2 separate regions of the Drosophila melanogaster genome follow, and region 1 is linked to region 2. Evidence: chromatin contacts called from public Hi-C data. All regions are on one chromosome and are shown on one strand. Each heading gives the region's core, a stretch centred on a gene start, on an enhancer-like site or on the middle of the called end of the contact. The rest is flanking DNA. Distances are from core to core; before and after follow the strand shown. Region 1 holds the start of jumu (jumeau). Region 2 holds the start of knk (knickkopf).

Evidence for each region. Hi-C and Micro-C count contacts between places; a contact is called where the count stands out from the background.
Region 1: a contact with region 2 is called in a Hi-C map of the Kc167 cell line, with 2.8 times the contacts expected there. The contact joins the promoter of jumu here to the promoter of knk in region 2. A contact is called at or near these places in 2 of 107 Hi-C or Micro-C datasets (the Clone 8 cell line and the Kc167 cell line) and 1 of 6 datasets of contacts at active chromatin or transcription factors (the Kc167 cell line).

Annotation. Positions count from the first base shown.
Region 1 is chr3R:10,347,589-10,354,701 of dm6, forward strand. jumu (jumeau) reads left to right here and starts at 2,594. Exons shown (of 3, transcript NM_079578.3): 1 at 2,594-2,999. The coding sequence starts at 2,940. It overlaps CG31406, which reads left to right and starts at 1,173. Exons shown (of 5, transcript NM_169341.3): 1 at 1,173-1,529; 2 at 1,592-1,894; 3 at 1,957-2,019; 4 at 2,080-2,151; 5 at 2,208-2,422. The coding sequence starts at 1,332. The coding sequence ends at 2,321.
Region 2 is chr3R:10,122,365-10,129,416 of dm6, forward strand. knk (knickkopf) reads right to left here and starts at 3,300. Exons shown (of 6, transcript NM_141724.4): 1 at 2,765-3,300; 2 at 2,178-2,400; 3 at 1,756-2,103; 4 at 1,130-1,683; 5 at 842-1,067; 6 at 1-787. The coding sequence starts at 2,855. The coding sequence ends at 160. tws (twins) reads right to left here. Exons shown (of 5, transcript NM_057532.4): 4 at 6,266-7,052; 5 at 5,280-6,151. The coding sequence ends at 5,783. It also overlaps asRNA:CR46038.

The DNA of each region.
Region 1 (7,113 bases), core at 1,344-3,843, 220 kb after region 2:
CCTTTCGATGGCTCCCAGTAGAATCCTCTGTTGTCGGACATCATTTGTTTGGTAGAGCGAAATTACGTAATCCACTCTGCTGATAAAGGTGTGAAGGGTTTCTGGATCACCTTTGAATGGCATAATGTCTTTAAGCTGCCGACGGGCTTCGGCAAGGTTTATGTCGCTCAGCGCAATAATTGGTTGTGACATTTTTATTGTAAAATTTTTAACTTTTGTGTTTTATTTTTTTGTTTTGTTTCGGATTCAATGTTATTATTATTTTTAAGCTTTCTAGTTTCACTTGTTTGTTTTTTTGTTTTGTAAATTTTTGTGTTGTATTATTAAAATTCTATATTGTTTTAATTTTTTATTTTTATATGTTGGTTTTAAAACTTAGTTGCCTTTGGACTTAATATTTTTGTTTCGTATTTCACTTCCACTTATTATTGGATAACCGAATTGGAATTATAATCCAAGTTGAAGAGTTTTCACGAATTTATTTTGGGAGATGTTTCGAGCACTGGACTATAAAATTTAACTTATTTTCCACTCGAAGGTTCTTTTTTTTTCGGATACTTTTGTATCCTACCGACTGCGCCAGTAAAATTGTTGTTTTATTTATGAGTCGAACTAATGTCCCGTCAGTTGACTAAGGACAACGCCAAGAAATAAAAAATAGTTTTAGGAGAAATAGTTTCACGACTTTATTCTTTGGATCTCAGCTTAAGACTAAAAATCAAATGCAAATTGGATTGAGGAGAAGCCTCAGTATTTGAACAATATTTGTATTTCGGGAGAGCCTCGCTCTTGGGTTCTTAAGATTAGGTAGCGTTGAAAGAGGGCAGTCAAATCTGCTTAGGTCAGGCTTTAGGATGTTTACAAGAACGGCTGCGCTGCCAAAGATAAACGAATGCTGCGCAGCTGGGATACGTTATGGAAAATTACTAGAGTGCATTACTGATTTCTTTGAAATAATGGAAGTGGCTGGTTTGGACCACCCAAATACGTCACTATATATATATATATAATTTTTATAATTATAATATATAATATTATAATTTTTAATAAATGAACTGCAAGCTAAGGGCTTTATTTCCTGCGACTGAACTTAAGTGGTTATTATAAGTTTATTAAGTGGTTATATATCTTTGGGAAAAATATTTCAGATATTTTTAAATTTGTGACTTCGTGTTTGGAAGTAGCCTGGTTGTCTAGTGTCGCGCCACTAACCAAATAACCTATTTACCTTTTTACTGAAATTCCCACATCTTATTGCACTTCGCTTGAATCTACACCAAATTTCCATTATCTTGATTTTTTGAATTTTCTACGTTAGCTTTGAACCGAAAATGGTGGTTACTCGCAGTGCAGCTACGAAGAAGCAGAACCAAGTGCTGACCTTATCTGACCAGAACATCCTAGCAGAATCTTCGAGGACCAAAGGACCTCCTGTGCCCAAGAAGAATGTTAAGAAATTGCCGACTGCACGTCAGTGTGTCAAGGTGGCTGCAAATCTTCTAGACGCACAAGAACCTAACGAAAATGAAGTAAGAAATATCCAAAGATATATAAATATTTGTTCAAACATTACAAAATATAAAATATTTAGAACACAGGAACCCAAAGGAAGGATGGAAAGCAACTGGATTCCAAATTGAGTTCCACAGTCCAAAATACAGAAGCAGCGAGGTCCAAAGAAACTCCTGCACCCAAGAAGAATGTTAAGAAACTGCAGGCTGCACTTCCGTGCGCCGACGCGGCTGCAAATCTTTTGGAGGAACAAGCATCTAATGAAATGAATGAAGAAGGACCTCCTGTGCCCAAGAAAAATGTGAAGAAACTTCCGGCTGCACGTCAGTGTGTCAAGGTGGCTGCAAATCTTCTAGACGCACAAGAATCTATCGAAAATGAAGTAAGAAATATCCAAAGATATAAAAATATTTGTTCAAACATTACAAAATATAAAATATTTAGAAAACAGGAACAAAAAGGAAGGATGGGAAGCAACTGCAGGCACAAAATTCGAATGAAAATGAAGTAAGAAATATCAAAAGATATGCATATATTAAAATATTATAAAATATATAATATATTTAGAAAACAAGCACATTAAAGAAGGATAAAAAACTACTGGCTTCCAAAACTCCAGAAGCAGCGACAAACGATAATGTAAAATGAAGATACAGATACTAATAATATTAGTATTTATAAAATTCCAATTTTAGGCAAATCCAAATATGAAACCAAGCCTAAAGAAGTCGACAAGGGAGCACAAGTCCAAAAAGTGTAATGACATTCAAAAAGCTGGAAAAGATCACATCGAACATCAAGCCGAATAATTTGTATCACGTTGCGTTAATTGTTTTTGTTTTTAAAGTTCAAAATTGATTTTAGTTGCTTTTATAAGCAAAAATATAAATATAAATAATTAAGAATACCTAATAACAAAGAATGCCGAACAGTGAGGTTACCTTTTAAAAAGCCGTTACACGCAGGGTTCGTTTCCCGGCTAAATGGTTACCCGAGCTCCCAACCTGCCACTGGTTGCGGTGCCGTGTATTGTCAACGTTTTCCAAAAACGGAGGTACGGTCACTCCAGTCTCGGGCGCTCTCATTTTTCGTTCGAATTCTGACCGGGCGGGTTTATTTTATCATTGCTCCGCGACTTCGAATACGAGACCGGTGTTGTGCGCTCCTGATAACTGCGATATATTGAGCGCGAGCGCCATGTCCTTTTGCTGGAAGTAGAATTTGAAAAGTGCAGAGATCACGGCTTGGATTGCCAAGGAACAACGGTGTTGAGACTGAATATATTTTTTGTGCGCTGTTTCGAAATAGAACCGTTAATTGGAATTGGCAGTAAGAAGCAGAGAGGCGGACGATATTCCGGTGAAATCTTCGCCAGGCGGAAACATCGATCAAAACAAAGTGCATGCTAAAAACATAAAAGATTCAACATGTTCGAACTAGAGGATTATTCGAGCGGCATACATGAGGGATTCTTCAGCAAATATGCGGTGAGTTGAAACAAAAAAGGCGAGCTAAGCGAGAATAATAACTTTTCGCGAACATTTCGCCGGCCGGCCACACGCACCCATACACTCGCATGTGCCGAGACACAGACAGGCGCAATTTTTGAATTTAACGTTCGGTCTCCACGTTCCCCACACCCCAACTGTTCCCATACCGACATGAAGAGCAAAACCCACCACCAAGAACAGTTTGGCGGCGAAACTTTGGTTCCACTCGCCATCTCGCTCGCCCCTGCGGCCAAATATTCCCCGCCTCGCTCGCTCCAAAGCTGTGTTGTTGACTCGCCAATTCGCCCTCGCCGCGTTTAACGTTTGTGTGTGTGTGTGTCTGTGTTTACATTTGATCGTTAAACTTTGAAAAATTTCTTTTTCGCCCAAAAAATTGATGATTAATTACAACCGGAACAGCGGAGCGCCGATAAAAAATAATGGAAGTATAGTACCATTGCGTTTGAGGAAGTCTGCTGTTTATTTTGGGGGTTACTAACTCGGCTAGCCGCAGAATTCACCTCTGTTAAGCGACTGTTATTTGCACTTAATTGTGGACATCAATTCACTTTTCACGGGAGGGGATTGCCTGTATTATTCTACTTGTATTATTAAGACACTTGGAGTATTTTACTTTGGCGCACACAGCACAAGTCTTTCTTTTGTTGTAGCCATTCGCAATTATTTGGCTTATTTATTTTCTGTCACACACAGCGGCGGATGAAACAATAGCACACCTTATAATATATTATTTCTTGCAATTTATAAGGTTTAAGAATTTCTTATCTTCATTTTCAAAGAGTAACTCTATAATATAACACAGTATGAGAGGAGAAGGTACCAAAGATTTTTTTTTAACTAAAAGGATTATTTCTTCGGCATAAATTTACTTGTATAATGTTAGAGAGTTTCTCTGGTCGAGTATTCACTGTAGAGTTACGTTATCACATTCTACAGTTTAGCACAGGTTAATAAATTTGCAGTCCTATTTCCTTGGCCGCCAATATGCGCTGAGTACTTTAGTGTGTTTCTCCGCCGGTTCGCTGAGTTTTTCGTCTGGTGGCCTCTTCTTCGGCTTTTGCGTTTTAAACTTTTTGAAGGCCAAGCGTTCACCTCGAATCTCTCGGTTTTCATCTGTTTTAGTCACAGTCCAACCAAGTGGCTAATGATTTTGGGCCAGAAAGTGGGGGTATGGCTTTGAAGTTTGGGCTAAACTGACCGCCTAAATTGTCAGTCCGTCAGAGGAACTGACCTCCAGCAAAGTTTGCACATTTTCAATAGAAAATCAAACGAACGGACTTGGGAAAACACGTGCGCCTGTTACTTGCAACATGCAAAACTCCACACACGCACGCACGCACAATCTACAAGTGTTGCGAATTCCCAGTAAGCGTGTGCGTGTGCGAAGGGGAACAAAGAAAAGCAAACAAAATAAATCGTTTCATCTTGTACGCTTGTGTAAGTGCGAGAACAAAAGAAAACCAAAAAGCAACAGTCGACAATAATTCCCACATCAAAAGCTTTTCTCCCACCTTCTCCATCTCTTTCGCACTGTTCTCTTTCGTCTCCGAGGTTTCGGCAACCTTTGTTGCAGCAACATGGCAGCAAAGAAAGAAATTAGTGAAACAAAAATCAAAGCAAAAAGCCAACAAAGAACAACTTCAAAGTTCAACGCGCTTTCCACTGGGGCCTTTCAAATGGGGCGATTTCAGTGGGTGGCGGCACACCTACCCCAAAATGCGCAGTAGGTGGGAAAGAGATGGGCGCACAAGGATTGTGGGAGGACTGCCACTTGTCTGCATTTCGCTCTGCTGCCGAATATGAGCGCCCAGCTGTATGCCGCATAGATTTTCTCACGGCCCCAGCGCACACACACCCATACACATATTGGTACAAACACTAGTCTGGGGGCAGTTGCTATTACCCATATAAAACTTCAGAGCGCCTAAATCGTGTAATACCAAAAAGATACTTGAAACTATGCAAAGTAAGATATAGACTAATTTAAATACAACTTATTATGTGTCCACATGTCATTTGCATTTTGAAGAAATGCATTGGCTTCTCTCCCTTTCTTCTTTCTATAAGAAAATGTAAATCTCCATGAAGCCAACTGTTTGTTTGTATGGCAATTAAGTTAATGAACAAAGAAGTTATGGAGCTTGTGTAATTCGTAAAAATCGTAAGATGCCTCACCAAACCAACTAATTGCCCCAAAAAACCCTCACAGTCTCAGCAAATGGACTTCCAGGCTAAAAATAAACATTTGGCAAATCTGATTTCTTGAAACACATGCAGTTAATGAATGAAATAACCCGGAGAATCTGCCGATTTACTTCCCGCTAAACCGAGAGATTTGAAAACGATTTACGACCCTGGATCATCCTGTGTGTTTAAGGATGTTACTTTGCGTTGGGAATCGGTCGGCAATTCAGGCAAGCGACTTTTATTGCACCATAAAGTAATTTACAAATGGGCGCTCATGACCTCAGGGAAGATTCGTCCAGAAAGGTCCACGGAAATCGTTGGTTTTACCTGAGTGAGGGATTCCATTGCATTCCATTCCTTACCATCCTCCTCCCATCATTATTTACCATCTCTTCTTGTGTTTTCTCTGTGTGTCAGCAGAGTGATTTCCTTCGGAGGTGAAAGGCGGAGAAAGATGGAAAATATGTGCAACAAAAGAAACGAAGCAGATGCAGGAAATGCAGGAGAACACTTACAACCATCGCCAGTGACGAATCCTGCCGAGAAAGGACGAAAATACCCTCGTCGGCAGCTCCTTGGTTCGTTGCACAACTTGAAAAGGCCAACTGTAGGCAGCTGCAACAGAGCAGCAAAAACTTTTTATGGCCTACGGTGGGTTGTATGGGAGGGGGTGCTGAAATACGGGAGTGGTGGCGGTGTCTGTAAGCCTCGTCGAAGTTTTACTGACAACTTTTGCATTTTCCTTTAATCCCCCCGATAACCAAAAGCAGCTTGCTGTGAACTTTGCTCGCCTGTTTGATGCATTTTTATTTCGGCACATTTTTTCGAGAATTTTTTGGGGGGGCAGAAAAATGGGGAAAAGAAAAAAAATACAAAATAAAGTTGAGGTGTGGGGGCAAAGGAAGGTGGGCAGGCTTTTCAAACTGACTACCTAGGCCTTTTCCTCGTGTTTCTGAACGCCGCATTCGAAAGCCGGTTGATTTATTACGTCTCTCGTGCTGAGGGATTTATTAACCCTTCACCCGCACACTGTCCTCGTTTTCCCCCATTTGAAAAAGGTGCGGAAAGTGGCAATTCCTTGGCTGTAAACTAATTAGAGCCAGGAAGTTAGCTTTCCGTTGGCGCGGATGCAATTCTAAACTGTTTACGATTCTGGTTCTGGAATTGCAGCTTACTGCAGGAAGAAGAATAGGAAGCTACAGTGGTCTACCGATAATGCAAATAGCTTCTAAAATGCACAAATCGTATATTCCCATAGATTGATATATTTTTGTGCACCTAGTGTTATGGCAAATACAGAAACATATTTTCATATTTAAATGAATGGTTCAAGATATCAAAGATATCAAATTATATTAAAAAACCATAAAATTTACATAAATGTAATGAGAACTCCTCAGTTCTGAATGGTGTAATTCACTCAATCGATCGCTTACTGTACCGCAAGCAACATAACAAAACTAGAGACTTATCAACCCTCGAGTTGCAGCTGCCTGAGTCCGCTTCCCCTGCCCCTTTTTCCTCCAATTTCGACTGGAAACTGGCAACTCAACAGAGGGCAGGCCAAAAGGTTATCACACAGACAGGGAAACGCACACACACTCAACTTGAGCGGGAATTTAGCGAGGGGAGATCGAAGAAAATCATCCAGCTGAGAAGGGGAAGTACCTATGTTGAGCAAAACCCTCTTCAGTCATTCTATCACTCCCACAATGGAGCCATATCATATCATCTGCGTTCTATTCCGGTTGTAATGCTCAATTAATGACTGCGGGGGTGAGGCGGAAGGGTTTGGAGCTGAGTATGCGGGCTAATAACTGGTGGAAAGGGGTTAAAGGGCTGCGGAATTCGCCAAACAAAAATACATAATTCAGCATGAAATCTATACGAAATCGGTGAATCA
Region 2 (7,052 bases), core at 2,050-4,549:
CTTCTAAAGTACAACACAGTTCTGTATTTAAATATCATATAAATAATAATATACACAACATTTAGCATACATTCTACACACGCGTATCAAATACATAGATTGTGACTGCTTAATTTAGACTAAGACACTAAATAGGAGAATCTAAGAATGAGAAAACAGTCAGTTCTGGAGCACGAGCCACGGTAGCAGGATGATGCACAAGGACCAGGATAAGCCCATCGATCCACTCTTCAAGTTGGTATAACTGTCCACGATGTGAATCTTCCAGCCCATATTGCCATGGGTAAAGGAGTTGTAGTACACAGTATCCGGCCATGTGATATTCGGTGTAATTTCCAATAGAGCCGGTTCCCCTTCTACACACTCGGTGATGAGGGATCGATTGAACTTCTTGAAAGTGGGGAAGTTATCATCCAGTCGACGATCACTATTTTGAGGATATCTGGACAGGCACAGGGGACCAGCAGCCGTGGGCTTGGGCCTGCCTCTCCGGGTGAATTCAACACCGGCTAATACACGAATCTCACTCTGCTTTGCATCAGACAGTCGGTCATACCCACCCTGGGGATCATCGGTGATAACCAACGGATGATAGTGCTCCGGCGAGTGAGGATTATTGCCACCCCTAACCTTAAAGGTGTAGGTCAGACCACGCTTTAGGTAAAGCTCTGGAATCATGTAGCCGTTGATGTACCAGGCCAAGCCACTGGACACATGATTCGTCAATCCCTGATAGCCACGAAGTCCTCCAGAGGGTCCCAAGTAGGCGTTGAATGTGCGTACCGTTCTGCAAAACAAGGAACTATATTAAATTTTCATTGCAGGAAGATTGGAGTCTTACGCATCTGTTATCCTGGTTCGCTCCCACACTGGAGGATTAGTCGTCTCCGCTCGTTTTGTAAATGCAAAGCAATCATTAACCGGTTCTGTGGTGTTAAAATCTATCACTATATCGCTCTTGGGATAGTAAGTGTGAAAGGCGGGCTCGTTGTTGGAGTCCAATGGGCCAAATGCCCAGATCACGTAGTTGCTGCGGTCTAGGAAGATCTCCTTATCGCCATCATCGGCTAAAATGTGAAAGAGCTGCATCAGTAAGCAAAAGGCATACCACTTATGATAACCAACTCACATGACTTGAGCGTCCGCCTAAAACTGATCGTATTAATGCCATCCTTGCGACTATACGTATTCAACTGGAAGCTGTCCAATCCACCAACCACATCGTCACGGCAAACTCCTTTGTTTTGACCCAAAACCTGAACGCACGGCGCTAACGAAGTGATATTGTAGTCCACGGTGTAGCCTCTGATGTCGTCTATATAGGCCACCACGACATCGGAGCCAATCATCTGGCTGGATACATCAGATCCGGATATGCCGAAAGACATATAATCGTTGCCGCCCACCTGACCGGATAGTTGAAACGTGATCTGCGGCCCGAAAACCTCCCAGGACACCTGCATATCCTTGTGTAGTTGCCGGCAATTGGGCAGCGAGAATTCGAATGGTGTAACTTTCACTAGGGAAGGTGGAACATTAAGTTTATCGTTGAACAGAACATGACCATAGTTCTCGTTGTCAGCCACATCGTATACACTGATCCAATCGATGTCAAAGATAGTCTTATCTCCTGGCAGTTCCAGTTCTATGGTCTCCTTGTTGTACTGTCTTATAGGATCAAGGCTAAATGATTTATGATGAATTGTTTAAATGGGTTTGTGATTAAATTTTTTTTAAATCCCTAGAGAAACTTACTATCCTCGCTCATCTGGCAGCTTGCTTCCTCGACTCGATGGCTGTGGCCCGACTCCTGTCCAGAAAAATGTCCTCTTGCCACGCCCATCGTAGGTAAAGTCCTTGATGCGAATGGTCTTTGAGTCCAAGATCTCAACACTGCTGCTGCTCACATTGTGACTGCGCTTGGAGAAGGTTCCGCCCAATTGGCTCATCGGTGGATCGAACTCCTCGGGTATATAAACGTCGCCAAAGTTGTTTTGACTGCTCAGATCGTAAACCGCCAGCCATTTAATCTCAGTTATCTTCTTTCGATCCGGCAGCGTCAGCGTGAAATCCTTGTTGTGATAGCGATCCAGAATGTTGGTTCTACGGTTGGCATTTCCATCATATATTCATTTCAATTTATTCTCCATAGGAATAATATATATTTTGACACTTACTTGCCATACTCATCGGGCACAATGAATCCCTGCGGTCCCGGCCGATTACTAGCGCCCGACCAGAAAAACGTATCCGCCCCGTTGCCATCGTAGTTAAAGCCCACAATCAGAAAGGTGTACTCATTCACAGCGTACACATCGCCGGACACTTGATGATGGTAGGAGTTCAGTTTCCCCAGATATTTTCCCCGGTACGGACCATCTTCTTCTTCGTTCTGGGCCGCTATTTAGATAAGTTAAAGTTAAGCTAAGAAAATTTGAAGCCGGCAAAAAAAAAAACATTGAAAACAAATCGCAAACGAAAGACTATGACAACAAACTTGTTTTTTTTTTTTTGGATTTTCGCTCTGACTAATAAGCCAACAATTTGGCTTCTGATTTACTGCCACTGGGCCAGGTGGCGCCCCCTGGCGGGAGCTCTGAGCGACCAATCCAAGACTAGACCAGTTTCTCTAGTTTTACACGAAAGTGAATTTGTTTTTTGCCCCGTCTGGAGCGTAACGCCAGTAAAAATTTCTCTTTCCTTTGCAGTTTGCCTCGGTTTTCTTTGTTATTGTTAAGTGTGCAATGTAGTCTAGTTAACTCACAGGCGGCGGGGCAAAGCAGGAAAATCGTTAAAATAACCAGTAATAAATGGTGCTGCAATCGCAGACAAAGAACTCTGCTGCTCAATGCCATCTTAATTCCCTCCTTTGTTATCCCGGTCTGGTTTATTTCACTCCCACTTCCTAAGCCACGTTTTAATTTTTTTTTTTAATTTTTGAATCGATTTTATGCTTATGAATTCTTATTCACGCTGCAGCATTTTGCATTTTGGGTTTTTTCGCGGGTTCGCTTCGTCACTGAAGATGGTCAGATTTCCAAACAATACATAGATACGTCTGTTTAATATTAATTGAGAGCCAAGTAAATTATTTATAATTTTTCTTGCTTTTGCTTAAGGTCGTTTCGTCACTTGCATGCGTTTTCGCTGCTATTGTTGTTGTTTTGTTCACTTGGCCAAAACAGGTTTAGGCAGCAGTTCCGGCGTTTTTATATATATATTTTTACTTTTTCCAAAGCTCGCGCTTAAGGCCGAAATCAAAAACGAACCGCACTGTCCAAGCGATCTGAGTGAACTGAGACTTTAAGCCGCCGTTATTTCGTTTTGGGTTTCTTTCGGAGTTCCGACGTCTTGGTCTTGGCAATGTTAAGTGAGCACTGCTCTCCGAATCTTTCTCTCTTGAGCTGTGTGCATGCGTGATTGGCATTGAAATGGCCAAGAGTGGCCGTAACGGTAACTTGCTGCACACGGAATACGCGAGGTGTGCTTGAGAGATTCCAAAATAATACCACAAATACATTATACTACCTACGTGTGCACTGTAAATGATTTTTAAAGAATTCTTCGGAAAAGATCTATGATTATCTATTCATTGTGGCGCTATCAAGTAGAACAAATTAAGCCGCATATAATATATATTGCGATATTAATGTTGCTGACCCCATGAATAGTATTATATTTTTATATAACTTTTCTTGATCCGAGTTCTTATCAGGGTAAATGTAGCCATCTGAAACTGCCTGGGGCGAAATAAAACACACTTTCATTATTTTTCACAATTTTCTTGCTTGCAAAACTAAACTTTATCCTTAAGTTTGCCTTTATTAGATCTTTATTTTGAATAGCAATTCAATGTTTTTAAAACTAATCAATTGCAATTTGTCGTCTGTTTGCGTTTCTATTCAAACAGCAATTGCAACAGTTTCTCTACTCGACTGCTTTGGATTTTATTTCATTTAATGAATAATGTTTTCGTTTTAAGTTTTCTCTTTTTTGTGTTTGCGATTTTATTTACAAAAAGGCATGTCAAAGATATATGAATAAGGATGTGCGTTGCAAATAAAATTGAATAAGTGGGTCGTCGATCTAAAACATGAAATTTGCAACCAAAATATTTGTATCGAAGTTGTGGACAATTTGTATACGATTCACTGAGGATCTAGACCAATTTTCACGGATTTTCTTATTTTCTAAACAATTTAGGCTCTGCTATCTTCTATCCCGCTGCACTCTTCGTACTCGTATTACTATTTTATTGAAAATACAATATTAATAATATATCATTATTCTCATAAGAAGCACAATTTATGTTGTTTTAGTTTTTATTTCATCATTTTATGCGTTTACATTTCAGTGTTTTGAACATTTTTTGCCGTACATTTTTCAGAATTTTGTTGTTTAACATTTTCAGCGCATGGTTTATAATTTACTCTCATTTATCATTTATGGTTTGCGTTTTTATAATTTGTTTGTTTTGTTTTTTATTTGTTAACACTAGACACTAGATAACCTATAAAAATGGTTGTTTTGTTTATAGTTCTTTATGGAAAACATGACAATGAATACAAGAAACTTTACAAAACAGTAAACACGCTGGAAAAGTTGTTGACCGATGAAAAAGGGGGCGGGGCCAAGGGGCAAATAGACTATATGTGAGAATTGGTCTTGGACGCACGCACGCATAGTTGAACTAAAAGTAGCAATACTTAGCTTAAATGTAGCGTATAAAAATAGTATTTTCTTATTATTGTTTTTTTTTCTTGTTTCTCTCATTTCAGATAGACTTTCAATAAAACGAATTGAGAACACTAATTTGTATTTTAAACTTAGGCTGCGTTTTTTTTATATGTATATGTAGGTATCAATTAACTGCGATGCATACGTTATTAATGCATCTATTTTATACTTCTTCCGCGTTTGCCTCATCTCTTTGACTTCTGCTTTCTGGTCTAGCTAGCATTGGGTTCTTAGTGAATTTATTAAGTGTTTAAATGAGCATTTTAAATTGGTTTGACTGAGACAACTTCCGGCTGTTCGATTGCTGACGTTGCTGATGAGATTAAAAATGAGACACATAGTCGATCGACAAGCTCCGCGGCCTATCGTCTCTTTTTGCATGGAATGAACGTTGTCAAACGAATAAACAATCGGAAATTCGTGTTTAGTCTATATTTATAAAGTAGAGCAAACAGGGCGCATATGTTTCTTGACTTTTCATCGTAAACTTAACAAGCGAACAGAAAAAATGTTACAACATGCATTTTATGATTTTTTTTTTTATGTTGTATATTATTATCTTTTATTACAAATACTTCGGCGCTGGCGCTAATTATACAAAAAATTTCGGCGAAATCAATAGCTAACATAATATATTACTCTTATTGTGGGTTTTTGAATTGCGCTACATGAAATCAAATATACGCTTCACTATTTATAAATGTAATGTATAAAAATTTGTTTCCATCTCTTAAGTTTCTGGTATTGTTTCTCGTTATACGCATACAGCGCAGAAATACATTACAAAGCTTTTGCTATGGCATTATGTATGATGTAATTTGTTTGGGGGCGGGAAGGAGAACATGGATGGGGATAGGGATAAGGGTGGCCTGAGGTAATGGTGTTAGGCAAACAATTTGATTGCAAGTGAAATTTGAAAACTATTTTGAAGCAAACCGATTAATTTAACATAAGAATGAGGCGTGATCGTACTTCTTGGTGTTTCTGTAGATATAGTTGCTTGTGTGATTGTGGCGTATGGTGTGGTTCTTGTGAGGAGTGTTGGCTAAAATTTATCCTGAAATATGAAGAGGTTATTGGTCGCAGCCACGGCGATGATATTTTCTTCGGGGTGCCAGGCGGTGTGCAGGATCTTCTTGTTGAAATCTAGACAGTCCACGCTGATCTCATCCTTCTTTCGTTTGCCGCCAGTGCAAACTTTCCGTGGCTTAAGCACCGTTTTCGGTTTGATGATGTCCCTGGACGCCTCTAGCGTCACATCCTTTTTCGAGTTGCGATCGAAGACGCGGAAGAAGTTGTTGTAGCTTCCGGTCATTATTGAGCTGTCCTTGCCGTTCCAACAGCACTCGAACTTGTCGAAGATGCAGTCATTCTCGTACAGCGAGCACAGCTTGGCGCGCAGGTATTCATGAACCTGTAAAAAATAACAATGAAATTAGTATGGCTCTCAGAAAAAATCAGATGTGCTTCAAAAATTCTGCAGATACCTCTACCTTTGAGAAACACATTATTTTAAGTAATAACTAACCGGATAGGTCTCAATGGGCTTTGTTTCCATATGCAGATCCCACACTTTGATGCTCAAGTAATCCCTGGAGATCATGTAGCGACCCGAGTTGCTTAGCTTCACATCGCTGATGGAGCTGATTATTTCGCTGAAAAAGCTGCGATTCGTTGGATTCTCGGGCTCCTCGAACTGTTTGCTGTGCCGGTCGCATAGCGCCGCCGAACGCATATCACATAATCGTATTGTGCCCTTAGAGCTCGAGTAGACAAACACATTGCACTCGGTCGGATGGAATTCGGCCGCGGTGATCACCTCTGTTAGCTCCTCCATGTTGGTTGGCTTGATGTCGACAATGTTGTAGCTCTGGTTGACCACCTCCAAGTGCCACAGATTGATCCGCAGGTCGTCGGCCGACAAGAAGGTCTCCTGATCCGAATTAACGCTTATTGAATTGATGTGATAGGTGTGTGCATTGGCGAAGGTGCGCCGTGGGGAGGCCTCCACCAGCAGTGGTATCTGCTTCACGGATGGCACTCGGAGGGCCGTTACATTCTGTGGATCCCGGATCAGTCCGTTCTCCTCCTTCGTGTTGTAGCCGCCGAACGACTTGTCACGCTCACTGACCTTCCACAATTTGACTGTCTTGTCGTTGGTCGAGAGCAGAAAGTGCACGGGATTCTTTTGTTGCAGCCACCGGATCTTGTTTATCTTCTCCTCAATCTCCAGGGACTTGAGGTAGTCGAATTCGGGCTCGTGCGATTGGAATGTCGAATAGACATTGTATTCGCCGCGTCTCGGATTGGCGGCT